Regions from separate parts of the Rattus norvegicus genome. Here region 1 is linked to region 2. A link is a contact called in public Hi-C data. All regions are on one chromosome and are shown on one strand. Each heading gives the region's core, a stretch centred on a gene start, on an enhancer-like site or on the middle of the called end of the contact. The rest is flanking DNA. Distances are from core to core; before and after follow the strand shown. Region 1 has its middle 13 kb from the start of Sfmbt2. Region 2 overlaps Sfmbt2 (Scm-like with four mbt domains 2).

The links. A called contact is a pair of places that touch in the nucleus more often than the background predicts.
Region 1: a Hi-C map of the A7r5 cell line shows a contact between it and region 2, with 2.3 times the contacts expected there. The contact joins two enhancer-like sites. A contact is called at or near these places in 5 of 12 Hi-C or Micro-C datasets (the A7r5 cell line, kidney, liver and 1 more).

The regions. Positions count from the first base shown.
Region 1 is chr17:73,041,084-73,048,854 of GRCr8, forward strand. No RefSeq gene overlaps it. Among named protein-coding and RNA genes, the nearest start is that of Sfmbt2, 13 kb to the left of the region's middle. Within about 2 kb of position 4,813, at least 3 of the 93 cell types and tissues checked have an H3K27ac peak or open chromatin away from gene starts, as enhancers often do. A contact at or near this core is called in the A7r5 cell line, where this site is marked.
Region 2 is chr17:72,993,824-73,001,304 of GRCr8, forward strand. The region is part of intron 4 of Sfmbt2 (Scm-like with four mbt domains 2); the gene reads right to left. Among named protein-coding and RNA genes, the nearest start is that of Sfmbt2, 35 kb to the right of the region's middle. Within about 2 kb of position 3,573, at least 5 of the 93 cell types and tissues checked have an H3K27ac peak or open chromatin away from gene starts, as enhancers often do. A contact at or near this core is called in the A7r5 cell line, where this site is marked.

The sequences.
Region 1 (7,771 bases), core at 3,563-6,062, 48 kb after region 2:
AGAAACACTGCGCCGCCATAGCACACAGTGGCCGTAGTGTTTATACAAATAACTCCAATGATAATCTACAGCAAAGTGTCTCAAAAGTTTAATTTCCTTTACTTTGAATTCATCCTTTGCACATGACTTTTCTAAGGTCTTTTGGCTTTTCTTTGTTGTTGCTGTTGTAGTTGCTTTGGGGTTTTGTTTCCTCTTAAACCACCTCCCACTAGTCCCTTTTATCCCAGGGCACCCAAAAGGCAATGAAAAGTGGCTAGCAGGTTCCCTCCAGCAATTAAGGGACCCCTTCATCCCACTCCAATACCTTCTAATTTCCACTTTCATTTCACAACCAGACCCTTTAGGAATGTGGGAATCCAAAGGCGGGATCCACCCCAAATCAATAAAACAGTAACAATTGCCAAGAATAAAAAAGTAGGGAAAACAGGGACTGCTTTTCCAAAGTAAAGGCAAGTTGCACTCCAACTCAGAAGAAGTCATGTTAAGTCTCGTGATTAACACTACTAATTGATTTATTAATAAACAATTAACCCTTACTGAAAAGTCTCCCTTCAAACAAGTCTCTGACAGCACAGACTACAGATGCTTTTGTATTCCTAAGTTCTGGCTAAGCCATGCGTTTCATCGCCCTGTTAAAGTAATGAAATTAGCTTTAACTGTAAAATGCGTACCTGCTCTTCCATTTCTCTGATGACACGGGGGAAAAAATTAGAAAAGTTCACAGACGAAAAGTTTCTCCTTCGTGAATTCTGTGAATTCCTAAGAGTCGCATCATGAGAACTTGAGTGAAAAGGAAAACTGTGTTTGTGGTTATATTGGAGGCATGTGGTGGTTTGAATCTTTTTGCTCTATAAATAAATAAATAAATAAATAAATAAATAAATAAATGTTGCTTATTTCCTGAGCCACATGCAGTCTTTACATGATCATTCCCTTCAAAGGAAAAAAGAAATCCACTTACTAGAGACTGTATGTAAACATATTACATATGTATACATATATACATAAACATATATATATTAAGATGCAGGTCATAGAAGCTCACGCACAAGCAGGACAGAACTAACAACCAAAACTAATACTAATGTTCGACAAATGTGTGCAATCTTCTCTTTCCTAGAACCTTTACCCCAAAACTTATTTCCTCTTAGACCACATAAGAGAATCTCTCTCTCTCTCTCTCTCTCTCTCTCTCTCTCCCTCCCTCCCTCCCTCCATCTCCCTCTCCCCCTCTTCCCCTCTCTCTCTCCCTCTCTCCTTTTTAAATCCTTTATTAGCATTAAAGTACTTGGTTAAGGACCAGGAATCAAGTGACCTTGGTCCCTGCTTTATCATTAATTATCTGTGTTACCTCTTGGAGTCCAGCAGTTTCCCTCTCCTGCATTTCCCCCAGTAGTTAAAATAAACGCACTGGTTGGATGTTTCGTAAAAGCCTTTTATGACTCCAAAGATTATCTAGTGATCTGCTTTACCCCATAGGCACAAATTTCTTTCTGTAATATTCTGACACTATCTCCACCAGTTCCACACAGGGCAAACCATAAACTCCGGGGTCACGGAGAGAAGAGAAAAATCAAGTCCACAGATGCCTCTTCACCTGACTGTCCAGGGAAGGTATTCTTTGGCTCTCATTTCTTCCTTTCTGGACTTCCCTCCTATCATTACCATTACAGTGTGAGTTTTATCTTGCCTATAGCAATGTCCAAGGCTGAGGTGAGATTACCAGCCATGAAGGAGATTTTGAAAAAATACCTGGAGAAAGAGAGCATCCTCACATAGATAAAGAATTATTAATGTGTGCGTTATAGTGATGTCCACAGAATATAACTAACCTCTCATTGTATTTGTAGTGATTTTAGAGGTTCCTTATTCCTATGGCCACTTGTGTAATTTCAAGACATTTCTGTTTCCTTTGACAAAAGTCAAAGAAGAAGAAGAAGGAGAAGGAGAAGGAGAAGGAGAAGGAGAAGGAGAAGGAGAAGGAGAAGGAGAAGGAGAAGGAGAAGGAGAAGAAGAAGAAGAAGAAGAAGAAGAAGAAGAAGAAGAAGAAGAAGAAGAAGAAGAAGAAGAAGAAGAAGAAGAAGAAGAAGAAGAAGAAAACAGAATGTTTTTAAAGTGCATGGTTCCTGGACAGTCATGGGACATTTGCTGAAAGAGCTAAGAGCTGGCTTACAGAGTGTCAGTCTGAATTAACAGCTGCTTTCTCCACTGAGGAAAATCCTTCAGACAAAGATCACTAAGAACTTTCACAGCTATTGGCTTGAACACCCAGGGAAGACAGTGACACATGCATTATACTTCACAATGCTTTCTTTTGGAAAACCTGGTTGCTGTCCCGAAGCCCCAGGTCCAGCCATTTTGAGAGCTGGAATCCAGAAAGGTTATTAAAATTACTTGGTAAATGCCATTAAGTGAGTGGAGTTGTAGAATAGACACTTGAATTCTCCGTCCGGCCCTTCGTATTCCTCTACACTCAGAAAAGAAAGGGGGGGTTGTATTGCTTTGTGATGGGATTTCTTGTAGCCCAGGCTAGCCTTAAATTCACATACACACTAGAGGATGATCAGTGCCAGCAAGCATCACCATATCTGCTTTCAATGAGGTCTTTGGGATCAAACCTAGGGCCTTCTGCATCTTAGGCAAGCGCACTACCAACTAAGCTACATCCCCAGTTCCAACCTAATTCACCTCGGACACTCTTCCAGGTATGTTTTTATATATGATAGCATTTAATAACTACTAGCCGATATCATGCACAACATCCCCTTTAAATGGTTTTAAGAAACATTGTTAACATATTCCTTGACACACAATCTGAATCCTACTCAGCGTCACTGTACCTGAAACACCGTGTGTGTGTGTGTGTGTGTGTGTGTGTGTGTGTGTGTGTGTGTGTGTGTGCGTAATTGAGACATGGCATTTTCTGGGACCACTAGAATTTTTTAACCCAACATTTTAATGGTCAAAAGTCTTGGGTACATGAACACCCACACCCACCCACACATCACCACACACACACACACACACACACACACACACACACACACACACACACACGTCAGGGATATGGCTTCTGACTCCAGAACAATCCTTCCCCTGCGTGTGTTAAATGGCCTGAATGAGGTCAAATTTGGCACCATGAAGATGTATACAGTCCCACTGAACATATAACATAAAATAAACTAAGCAAATTAAAATGGGCAGGCAAAACCCAGCATCAAAACGTGGTTCCATGCATATTCATGGTGGGTCACTTCAGCGACAGGAAGCACCTATATTAGCGAGTGCCCAGTTATAGTGTACACATGAGATGTCGGTGACAGAATACAGCACGAAGTCCCTTACATGTTTGCTGTCACTGTGTCAGTCTCTTGATGTGACCTCATAACAATAAATAATGATTTCCATGATCAAAGGGACGAGTTACTAGATCTACAAAGGCTTGCTCTGCGGTGCCATCTACTGGAAGCAGACACTGACTTGCCTTGGGAATTTCTAAAGGTAGTCTTTGTGTGTGTGTGTGTGTGTGTGTGTGTGTGTTTGTTTGTAATTTAAAGGACATTGGCAAATACAGGCATCAGTAGTAAGGGAAGACATGGGTCCTGACTAGGTTTAATGTAACACAGTGGGTCAACAGTTCTGTGTATACAGAAGCTGAAATAATCCTATCAAATCATGTATCCTTTTCAGTGTTAAGCGTTTAAAGGACTCGGATGTTCTTTGAAAATTAAAAATTGCTTCCAAATTTCACGATGAATCATTTAAACTAGTTCTTTGAGAGAGTACTATTTTATCATCCACTTAAGAGGTTTTTTTTTTTCTTTTCTTTCTTTTCTTTTTTTTTTTTTTTCTTTTTTGGAGCTGGGGACCGAACCCAGGGCCTTGTGCTTGCTAGGCAAGCGCTCTACCACTGAGCTAAATCCCCAACCCCGGTTTTTATTTTTTAATATTTATAAATGACCACGAATTGATTATCATGTTGAGTTCTTAGTGGTGCCAACCTTATTTTCATAAGGCAAAGGAACCTTATGTTGAGGGGAAAGAACTCTTCCAAAGTTTTCCTAAGCCAGTTTAATGAAGAGGTAAATGTTTACAGTGAGGTCTAGAAAACGCGAAGTAATGAAAACTAAAACCAAGGCTATGGTTGTGACTCTGCCATAGGATAGTCACCTAGCATCAACCAGGCCCAGGGGTCGGGTCCCAGTACCACAAACAGCCAGCAACAGCCCGCACTCACATCTACTCGGTCAACAGCATTTACTGAAGACCGCCAATGTCCTAGACATTGTTCCGTGTCTGCTTACATTCCATTAAGGAGAAATCAAAGGTAAGCAATCCCACAAGGTGCCACTTGGAGGTTCACAAAATGGAAAAGAGAAAAGCAAAGAAAGCGACAATGACAGAAAGGGACATGAGATTTCATATGGGAGAAGGTTCCGGAACTGAAATTTAGGACAAAGTGCGGTAGGAGCCGTGGCCAGAGATGCCCTGGGGCTGCCCTAACTGTTTTTGAAAGGAAGAATCATAAAAGTTGGATGGTGTTTGGCGGGCATGTGAGCATAAACTGTTAACTTTACCTGCTGAGTTAAATAATGTTGAGGTTTAGTCTATTACTATGTATTCTAATGCTAAAATTTTAATCGGGAAGGTTTGGCGCAACAAAGGACTTCTTGCGGTTAAAAGCTTTTGTTGTGCAAACCTTGTTCTTTGGTTTAAAGCTATTGGTTAAATAAAATTGGCTACGGCCAATCAGCCAATCACCGGAGGGATTAGAGGTAGGTGGGTTTGGAGTGACCTGATTGGAGGAGGAAAGATCGGGAGAGAAGGCGGGAGAACATGGGGAAGAGGAGGAGGAAGCCGCCATTAGGGAGAGGAACCATAAGCACATGGCCAGGAGAAACAGCAAGTATCTGGGGTATACCGCTGGGGAGGCAGCCAGGCCAGCAGTTAAAAAGAATAGATTAGAGGTGACCCCCCCAGTAGTTGTCAAAGCCAAATAAAGTAACTATAATCTGAATCTCATTTATTTGTAAGCTAGTCTGCGATAACCTTAGACTGTACTACCAAGCACCGTGTTCAGAATCCAGATGACAAAGCACATATTTTGCTCCTGTCTTCCTCCCTTCCTTCTCCTTCATCCCTTCCTCCCTCCATGTTTTGTTTGTTTGTTTGTTTGTTTGTTTGTTTGTTGTTATATTTGTTTTTGAGCCTGGGTCTTAACGCAGCCCAAGATGTGAACGTATTTTATAGCCAGAGACATCCTCGACCTCCCGAACCTTACAAATGCTAGGATTACAGATGTGGAACCTAAGATCACATTAGGCAAGCACTCTACCAACTGAAATGCTCTCCCTTAACTAAATTATCAAGAATCTCAGACGTGGAAGAGTCTCATTAAAAGCCCCCAAATTAAAATTTAATATTGAGTCCTATAAATGGGAGCAAACCACCTATTTTTCCCTTAGCTGGTCCTTGGGAGAAATGACACCAAGAGATAGATATCCCCACCCTTTCTTACCTCAGGAGCATTGTAAAGTTTGCTCTAACTTAAATGAGTTCTTTTCACACTATTCAAAGTATTTAATTTGACCCCACTTGTTTTCGTATTTCTACTCCTATTTCAAACTGCCTTGGGCTCTTAGAAGCGTACAAACGTTTTAGCATAAATGATACTTTTAATTTTTATTTTACATGTGCGTGTGCGTGTGTGTGTGTGTGTGTGTGTGTGTGTGAGAAAGAGAGGGGGGGAGGGAGGGAGGGGGAGGGAGAGACCGAGAAAGAGAGAGGAGAGAAAGGAGAGTCAGCTTTCTCCTTCCACTGTGAGAACTGAGCTTAGACAACAAGTTGTACAGCACTGTCACTGTTAGAGCCGACTCTCCAACCTATAGGTGACTTTTGCAGGCGTACCCTTCACTGGGATAGCAGGAGAAGAGGAAAACAAGAAGGAAAATTTGTAAAATCAAAAAGTTCTGTGTGACAGAAGTACCCCCTCCTCTTTTTATAACCAAGCTGTGTGACCCAGACTGTCCACATTTAAAACTCATCAGGTAGTTTCTATTCTTCCTGTCTAGTAATTGAGGAAAATCACTCAGCTTGTGGGCATGTGTGCATGTGTAGAGACCAGAAGCAGGCTTGAGCTTTTGCTCTCCCCTTATTCCCTTGAGTCAGAGTCTCTCACAGGGTAGGTTGTTAATAAGTAAACCCCGGAGAGAGATCATCCGGTCTCCTCCCCCCACTTCGCTCAGTGCTGGGATCACAGAGTCTTGAGGTGGGTGCTAGAGATTCGAACTCAGGTTGTCATGCTTGTCCCTGCTGAACCGCAGCCGCACTGCCCACCTAACATTTCCCTCGGTGAAAACCCACAAGTCTAATCCCAGCTTGACCCCGCTGTTTACCTGGGTAATTTGTACCTCAAAGAGACTCAGTAAGTGTAAGACTTTGAAGTGTAAAGTGAAGGCTTTGGCCTTGACCTGAGTGTGATCCAGAGACTGATCCCTCCTCCCGTCTGTAAACAAGGGTAGTGTTGTCACTGCCGAGGTGACTCTTCGGTCTGGAGACTGTTCCTTTTCTGTTGCTCCTTGGAAGAGGAGTACAGATCAGTTTGGCGATTCTGAAAGCAAAGTTTATTTACACAGCTTCCGACTGACGAGTGGGCCCTTTGAATGCAGGGTTTAGGCTTGGAGTGGCTTGCCTTAGTGTGGTGTCATTGAAGGAGGGTGGACCCTACCGGCGGGGAGGTGGCAGCTGTGGGGTGCTGGTGCCTTTCTTAAGAATGCTGATTTAGGGGCTGGAGAGATGGCTCAGTGGTTAAGGGCACCGACTGCTCTTCCCGAGGTCCTGAGTTCAAATCCCAGCAACCACATGGTGGCTCACAACCATCTGTAATGAGATCTGATGCCCTCTTCTGGTGTGTCTGAAGACAGCTACAGTGTACTCATATATATAATAAATAAATAAAATATTAAAAAAAAAAAGAATGCTGATTTATCAGCCAGCAGCGAACATAGCAATCTGGGGAGTGCAGAGGCTTTGGTGAGACTGTTAGGATAGTACAAGGTGTGGAAGTAAAGGTCACAGGTCTTTCTCAGGGCGGCTTCCCTCTCAGCTACAAAGAGCAATACAGTTTGGCACCATTGTTGTTGTTGTCGTTGTTATATACATACTATTGCTATTCTGGAAATTGAATCTTTTGTAAGCTTTCTACCACCAAAGTATATCCCCTGGCCCCTTTATTTTACTTTTTACTGTTTTGTTTTCCTTGAGACAGGGTCTCTTTGTGCAGACCAGGCTAGCTTCAGACTCCAAGCTCTGCCTGGTTCTGTTTATCCTGGTGGTCGGGATAACCGTATGTGCCACCATATCTGGGTTCACATAGTGCCAGGGATGGAACCCAGGGCTTCCTGCATGGTAGGCAGGCATCTTATCCACTAAGCCTCGTACCTGAGCCTTACTTTTTTTAGTCTTGAGATCAGTCTCACTGAGTTGCTCAGAATGGCCTAGAACTTAGAATCACCCTGCCTCAGGCTCCTGCACAACTGGGATTAGCGGCCTGTGGTTCCTGCCCCACCATGAGCCACTCTGAACCGTATCCTTGTTAATTTTGTCTTCAGCCGTGGTCCTGGAAGCCTGTTGAAAGGACTCTGCTGCCTCAGCGGCAGTTCCATCTCAAAACAACCTTGACAGTGACATCGTAAGATGGCACGTCGTCGTCGGAAATCCAGTGGAGGGACCAGGCCCACTAAACAGAAAAACCATTCCAAGGTGGAGGCTC
Region 2 (7,481 bases), core at 2,323-4,822:
AAAGAGTCCTAAGACCCTATCCCCAATGTTTTGTGGCTCTGCCTGTTCTGCTCCAGACACAGCTGTGAACTTCATGGTTTCAACTCAGGCCGCCATAATCAAATCATTGACATGCGCCAAGACGTCATTCCTAGAAAAGAAGGAAGCTGGCTTCTATCTCATCATTTCAGTTCCTCACTTGTATGAAAGCCCCCTCCAAACTCTAGTGAGGTTTCTCCGGGACTCTGGCAACATAAGCCTCTCAGTGGGCACGGAATAAGAAGACACTAAGGAGTTTTCAATACTTCTGAAACTTTTTTCACACTGTGAAATTACACACACACACACACACACACACACACACACACACACACACACACACGACCCAGTCCCGTTTGTATTCAATTCACACTGACTAAACATGGAATGTTCTAGAGAGAAATGCCATGGTCCAAACAGCGAATGTTCCTTACACGAGCATGAATCCCACCAAAGAAACCTTAATGTTTGGGAGCTAAAGAGATGGCTCCAGGACTGGCTGCCCAACACCCACATGGTGGGCCGCAACGGTCTATACTCCAGGCCCAAGTGCTCTGAGGCTCTGGCCTCCACCGGCGGGAGTAACATGTGCTGTAGTCATGCACATACATAAGACTACACTCGTGCACATAAAATAAAATTTAACTGCAACTAAATAAAGAAATTTTTTTTAATCTTGCATAGTTTTAGAAATATTTCTAGGATCTCCAGAAGGGACAGACACAAAAGACAAATGTTAACTCATCCCTTTTAGTTCTGTGTGGCAGAAGAAAGGAAACCGAGGAAAACAGCAGCCGGGGGTCCTGCAGACTTAAGTCACCCACTCACATTTAAATGTACTGGCCACTCGACCCCCACATGTCAGTCAGGAAGTCAGCACTCAGGATTCTAGGGGCTACTGTGCTAGCCGCAAATTACCAGGAACATAAGCGAGAAGCCCTGTGTGGAGGTTAGCGAAAGCACTTCATACTCCTTTCCCTTCCTGTTCCCACAGCAGCATCTTCTGACACCATTGGCCTACCAAATCTTTATCATAAAGCATGTTCCTGCGCAGAAATACAAATGCCATCGGGAGAATCTAATAAATCTTGCACATGCTAAGACCCTCCCCTGTCCCCATTATTCCTCAACACATGCAATTGATTAATCATCAATATTATGTAACCGTGCGTCTGCCGATGCACAAAATATCAGAAAAAAATAATTTTTGACTGCCCGTTTGCACAAGAGACTGAGAGGAAAGCTGACCAGAACAGAAATGCTAAGAAGCATTATCTTCAAGTATCAATACCTAATCATGTCCCTGAATTTAATCCTTTACCTTACACATAGCAAATGTCTGAATAGAAAAAGTCATGTTAGTTTGTGAAAGCCTGGTATTTTCCCAGAGGAGGATAAGAGAGCAGATGAAGTTTCCCCATGTGCAGGGATTTGGGGAGTCAGCAAATGATGTCCCGCATCCACTTGTATTCCATCTATTCTTGATAGCATAAGGATCTTGGAGAACATCTTGGGGAGGTCATGTGAGTGCATGTGTGCATCTGTGTGTGTGTGTGTACATGTGTATGTGTTTGTGTATGTATGCATGTGTGCCTATGTGTGTGCATGTGTGCATGTGTATGTGTTTGTGTATGTATGCATGTGTGCCTATGTGTGTGCATGTGTGCATGTGTGCACTTATAGGTGTGCAGACATATTGTATATGTCCTGACTGTCAACAGAGAAAGGGAGGCAGTTAATAGAAAAAGTATTAGGGACAGGAACTGCAGGAATCCTCTAGACACAAAGTTCTAAAGGCGAGCATGCACTGGCCTGATTTTAAGTTCATCCTCATTGAGAAACAAAGTTCCCAGTTACTGGGACCACACTCCACAAGCAGAAAAACCCACACTTCTGTGATACGGAATTGATCAACCCCTGTCCACAGTGCTGACAGATGAACAGACAGTAGTTGTCTTCTGTGCCACAAGATTTCTCTAAGGCAGCACTTCACATATCAGACGTCCTGCACATCAGGTGTCTACATCGCAGTTCATAACATTAGCAAAATTACGGCAGCAATGAAATAATTTTATGATTGGGGTTACCACAACATGGTAAACTGTATGAAAGGGTTGCAGTGTGTAGGAAGGCTGAGAGCCACTGCTCTAAGGGGTCTGAAGGAGTTAGTACGCACTGAGTTTGAATGTCAAACATCCTCCACTGGCTCCTGGGTTTGACCACATTGTTCCTGGCTAGTGGAACTGTTTTGGAAGGTTATGGAACCTTTCGGAGGTGAAGTCCAGCTACAGGAAGAGAATCACTGGTGTGTGTGGGGAGGGGGGAGTAGGGATTATTGGGAGGGGGGCTGTTGAGGTTTACAAACCAAAGCCTGCTTACTGTCTGCTTCTAGTTACTGACTGGAGAAGAAACAGGACTGGCCACCACGGCTCCTTCACCACGCCTACCCTGCTATGACAGACTGCATTCCCTCCTGGGCCTCTCCCTTTTCAATCAACAAACCAAAGTCAGCCCCAGTCACAACCAAGAGAAAGATCACTAGCACAGTAGGGAATCAAGTCACTCAGGACAACGACTGGACTCCCTCCTCAGTTATGAACCCAAGACCAGATCTAGAATGTTCTTTCCTGTGTGCGGAACATTAACATAGACACATGAGAAAGAGGAACCTAAAGCTACTGGATTTATTTACTAATTTATGTTGTTATTTATTTATTCATTCATTCATTTGTATGTTTATTTATTTATTTATTGTTTCATTTGAGATACAAATCTGTAGCCAAGGTCGACCATTAATCGAGAGCCTCGTGCCTCATTCTCCCAGGTAATGGGATTATACGATGGGTGCGACCACCACTGTGCTTGGGGCTAAACCCACTAAATCTAAAAATAATAAATTTAAATTTAGTATTTATTCCAGGCCCACCAAAGAAAGAAAAACACAATTTTTTTTAACTCTAAAAGAAAAATCACCCCCTTCTTCTGGTTTTAATTTTTGGTAAGTTGGGCTGAGTAGAGGTGTTGAATTAATTTCAGTTTTTGACTCATTCCACAGTTTTTCAGAAGAGGCATTTAACTTCCACTAGGGGAGTGTTCTTTTTTTTTTTTAAATCAGTGTTGGCTCCAGTTCTTAAAAACCATCTTGAAAATAAATAAAAAGCCTCCCTTTAAGTCGCCATGACTTCTCAATGATTCCACACACACATGTGCAGAATTATCTATGAGAGACACATGCTAAAATATTTACAGATGAACTGATACGATGTCTAGGATTTGCTTTTAAGCAGTAAGGGCCAGGGAAAGTGGGTGGCGCATTGATTAAACAAAAGATTGGCTTTGAACAGATTCGTGGTTAGCCTTGAGGGATGAACAGAAGAGGTTTTGCGTGTACTTAAATTTCCCATAGTAAAGAAAGTTTTCGAAGCAGAATTAGAGAGCATTCTGCCACTCATTATGAAAAGGAAAGCTAAAAGCCACAGCGAGAAACCGTGATGCATACAGTTTCGCAGAGCATGCCAAGAGAGAGTCGAGAATTCGAAGACAGTTCATTGACTCATTAAAAAACAATGTGTCATGTGTTCGCAGTGAGCGCCCCAAGGTCCTCAAACGCAAACCTCAATAACAACAAATGGATTCTAGTCTAGAGAACCCCAATATCTGTATGACAAGTCAGCTGGTGGGTGTTACATGAGTCAGTTTACATATTAGCCACCACAGCCTATTAGGCATGTGCAAGTGCTTGTCTCGGTTAGTTTAACTCAGGGAGTGAAGAGGAAGAGAAACAAACCATCCACAAGTGAATGAGACCGAAAACCATAGTGCTGAGTCATCCAGGAACAACTCTCACAGTTACCAAGAAATACTTATCTAAATTGCGTTTTTAAATCTAGTCATTAATGTCTCCACTGCTTTTGTCTTTACAAAAAAACTGTCCTGAAATATCTGCTTAAATGAGCCAAAAGCTTAAGCCACTCTGGTGCTAAATTAAAAGAAAAACAATTTTACTAAACCATTAGTTTTACTAAACCATGGAAACATCCAAGGAATTCTATTAATATCTTCGTGAAGGGGAGTAATGAGGAAAAAGAGATGTTTGTGTCAAGACGCCTCCAGAAAATAAAGAAGGGCACATGAGAACCTGTATCAACATATCTGGTACAAGCAAATACTCTCAGACATCATCATTCAGACAATGTGCACAGTGGAGTTGATAACAACACCAATAAGTGGGTAGGTGAGTGGGTGGGTGGGTGGATGGATGGATGGATGGAAGGATGGATGGATGGATGAATGGATACATACATACATACATGCATACATACATACATACATACATACATAGATGGATGATGAATGGATCAATCGATCGATAGATAGATAGATAAGAACATCCCATTATCTTACAAAAGGTCAACTGTTCACCCAGAGATAGTAAATTCAAAATACCTTCATTAGTAAGTCCCTTCAAGATCATTCTCGGTTCTCTAAGTGGGCTATCACCTCCTACGGAAATTAGATCATGAACTAATCAATTTGTACATCCTTGATTCCACACAAAGTCTACAACTTCTGAACACACAGAGGGTCACATGCACTGCGGTAAGCAACCACACAGAGAAATGGTGTCCCTTTCCCCAAGCTACCAGAAGACGCCATCACAGTCTTACAGAATCAGCTAGTTTGCCTCTCTGTTGCAGTGATAGAACACTGGCCAAAAGCAACCTGGGGGAAGAAAGTTGAGAGCTCCAGGTAGAAATCCAGGTAGAGAATGGAGCAGAGACCATGGATGAGACCAGGAAATATTAAGTCTGAACTAAACACAACTGTACTTAACATGAAAAGACTTCTGCCAGCTGTCTAATCGAAGTTTTAATTGATGCTAATTTACTGGCGAGTTACTTATATTATCCTTCACAGAAACCCACCCGGGAAGGGCACATTAACACACACACAACAGAACGGACCATTAGCAATACTTACAAACCTAATGGTCCACGGACATTAGAGACTTAACTCAGTTTGAATGGACTAACAAATTTCACATCCGACGTGCGGATGGAGACCGTGAAAGGAACTTTGCTTTCTTCTCACAAAACATATGTGATTAAATATTGTTGCAAGTAACACTACGAAACCTCCCTTCACCTAGCCTGGGTCTCAACAGGACCAACAGCTAAAAATCAAAGCTCAAAAAAAAAAATTAAAATCAAAAGGCATTTTTAGCTTTACTGCAAACCTTTATGATGGTCCATGCCTGTGGTCCCACCACTTGAAAGGTGGGTGAAATAAAAAATGACTTCCTGTTTAATTTCAAGGCTAGTCTGTCGAAGGAAAGGAAAGAGACAGAGACAGAGAAATGGAGTAGGGAGAAAGAAGAGAGGGGAGGAGGGAGGAGGGAGGAGGGAGGAGGAAGAGAGAAATAGAGAGAGAGGAGAGACAGAGAGAGGGATAGTAGGGGGAAAGGAAGGGAGGGAGGGGGAAGAAATGAGGGGGAGGGGAGGGAGGGGAGAGAGGGGAGAGAGGGGAAGGGGAGGATTTGTTATCACCTGTGGTGATTTTCGATGAACCTCATTTGTTTGTGTGTGAGGGTGGTGGGGAAATGTGCAGACACTGAAACTTCTCTGCACTTTGTGAGGGCCTCAAAAGAGATTCAGAACAAGCCTGTCTGAGAAGCAGGCTGAACGCATGCTAATGAGATGACACAACTATTCATTGTGGGAAAAACTTAATGACAGATTGTTTGAGTGGTTCTCCACGTCTGATAATCCATGTTTGGTGCTGAGGGAGTCCGTTCCAAGCCATTATAAAAATATGTCATTACGAGCTTTCTGAATCTTTACATTGTTTAATCAACTACGTTCAACAGCAACTCTGCTCCTCGATAAGAAATAATTAAACAAATAAATACAAAACTCCTCAAAACCAATTTTTCTTCACTTCCTCTGCCTTCCTCTGATGAAATTTCTTTACAAACATCAGCTTACAGGCTCACTGCAAACCACATAAACGTTTCAAAGGACAACTGGGCCTTGTTTTGTGTAACTATTCAATTCTAAAAGCTGTTGGATATAAACGAAAGGAAATTTGTGCTGCTCTCGGGATGACATGCATATTCTTTTAAACATTAGCCCTTTAAAGGGAAAGGCGGCTCTCCTATGCCGGGGCTCTTGGAACTAGCCTCTAGCATACTCAAATTATCAATAACCTTGGACATGAAACATGGTTTACTAAAGTTTTGTTTCTAAGAGAGGATCTCAGTAGATGACTGAAGCTGGCCTTGAACTCACAGTCCTGTGTGAGCTCCTGGGTGCTGGAATTTCAGGCACACCAAACTCCTAGGGGACTGTTAAGTTTGGAATTGTAAGAACCACAGCCTTCTCATCAAGATAAAAGACACTGAAGTATGGTGGGTAGCCTCACCTATGAGAGCCATCTATCATGTCTCTGACCTCCATTCTGCCCTGACTCTGAAATCTCAAGTCCGTTTTTAACTCCCCTCACACGAAACCACAGCAGAGAGACTCTCAGGCCCCTTCCTTGGCTCCATAGGTCATAAATGTGAAAATAAAAAACTATCTAGTCATCAAAAGCTGTCCAGCCTCGATACTGCAGAGATGACCTATAGGCAGTGGAGCCTACCTGAAGGAAGTCAGCCATTGAGGATAGATTCTTGGGAGTATATAATCCTTAGTCCCTTCCTGTCTTGGCCTATGCTTCCTGGCTACCATAAATCAAATAGACTTTCACATCACACATTCCCCTGCCCAACTGCACCAGATGAAAAGAGCCCTCTGTAACTGTGAGGCAAAATAACCTTTAAAAATAATCTCCTTTAAGCTGTTTCCATCTTGAACTTGCTTACAGCTATGCAAAAGCAATTAGCAGGCCAGCATCATGACCAGGATCTTGTCTGTTCTGGTCAACCTAAAGCCTCAGACTCAAATATGGATGGACCATGGATTCTCCATCTAGAGGCAACACTAACCCACAGTGTTATTGGCAGACTCTGTGTGCTTGAATGTTACATCCACTTAGCCCATCTGTCCCCACCGTCCCAACCTGGCTACAGCTGTCATTCATTTCTGATACAAGTAAGTGTGACTTGTTAGTCCTCCCTGGTTCTCATGGGCAAGTGTCAGCATCAGCCAGATCTCAGAACCAAACATGATTACTATTATAAACTCAGTCTCTCTCTCTCTCTCTCTCTCTCTCTCTCTCTCTCTCTCTCTCTCTCTCTCTCTCTCTCTTCTCTCTCTCTCTGGAGGTTGGGGGGGCAGCAAGATTACAAAGCTATCTCCAGGATGGTTCAGTGGGTAAAGTGCTTTCCTTATAAGCATGAGAAACTGTGCCAATCCCCAGAACCCACATAAAATATCCAGGAGCGGTGGCACACGATGGTTATCCTTACATGAAGGAGGCACACAAACATGGATTGCTGTGCTTTCTGGACAGTACACACACTC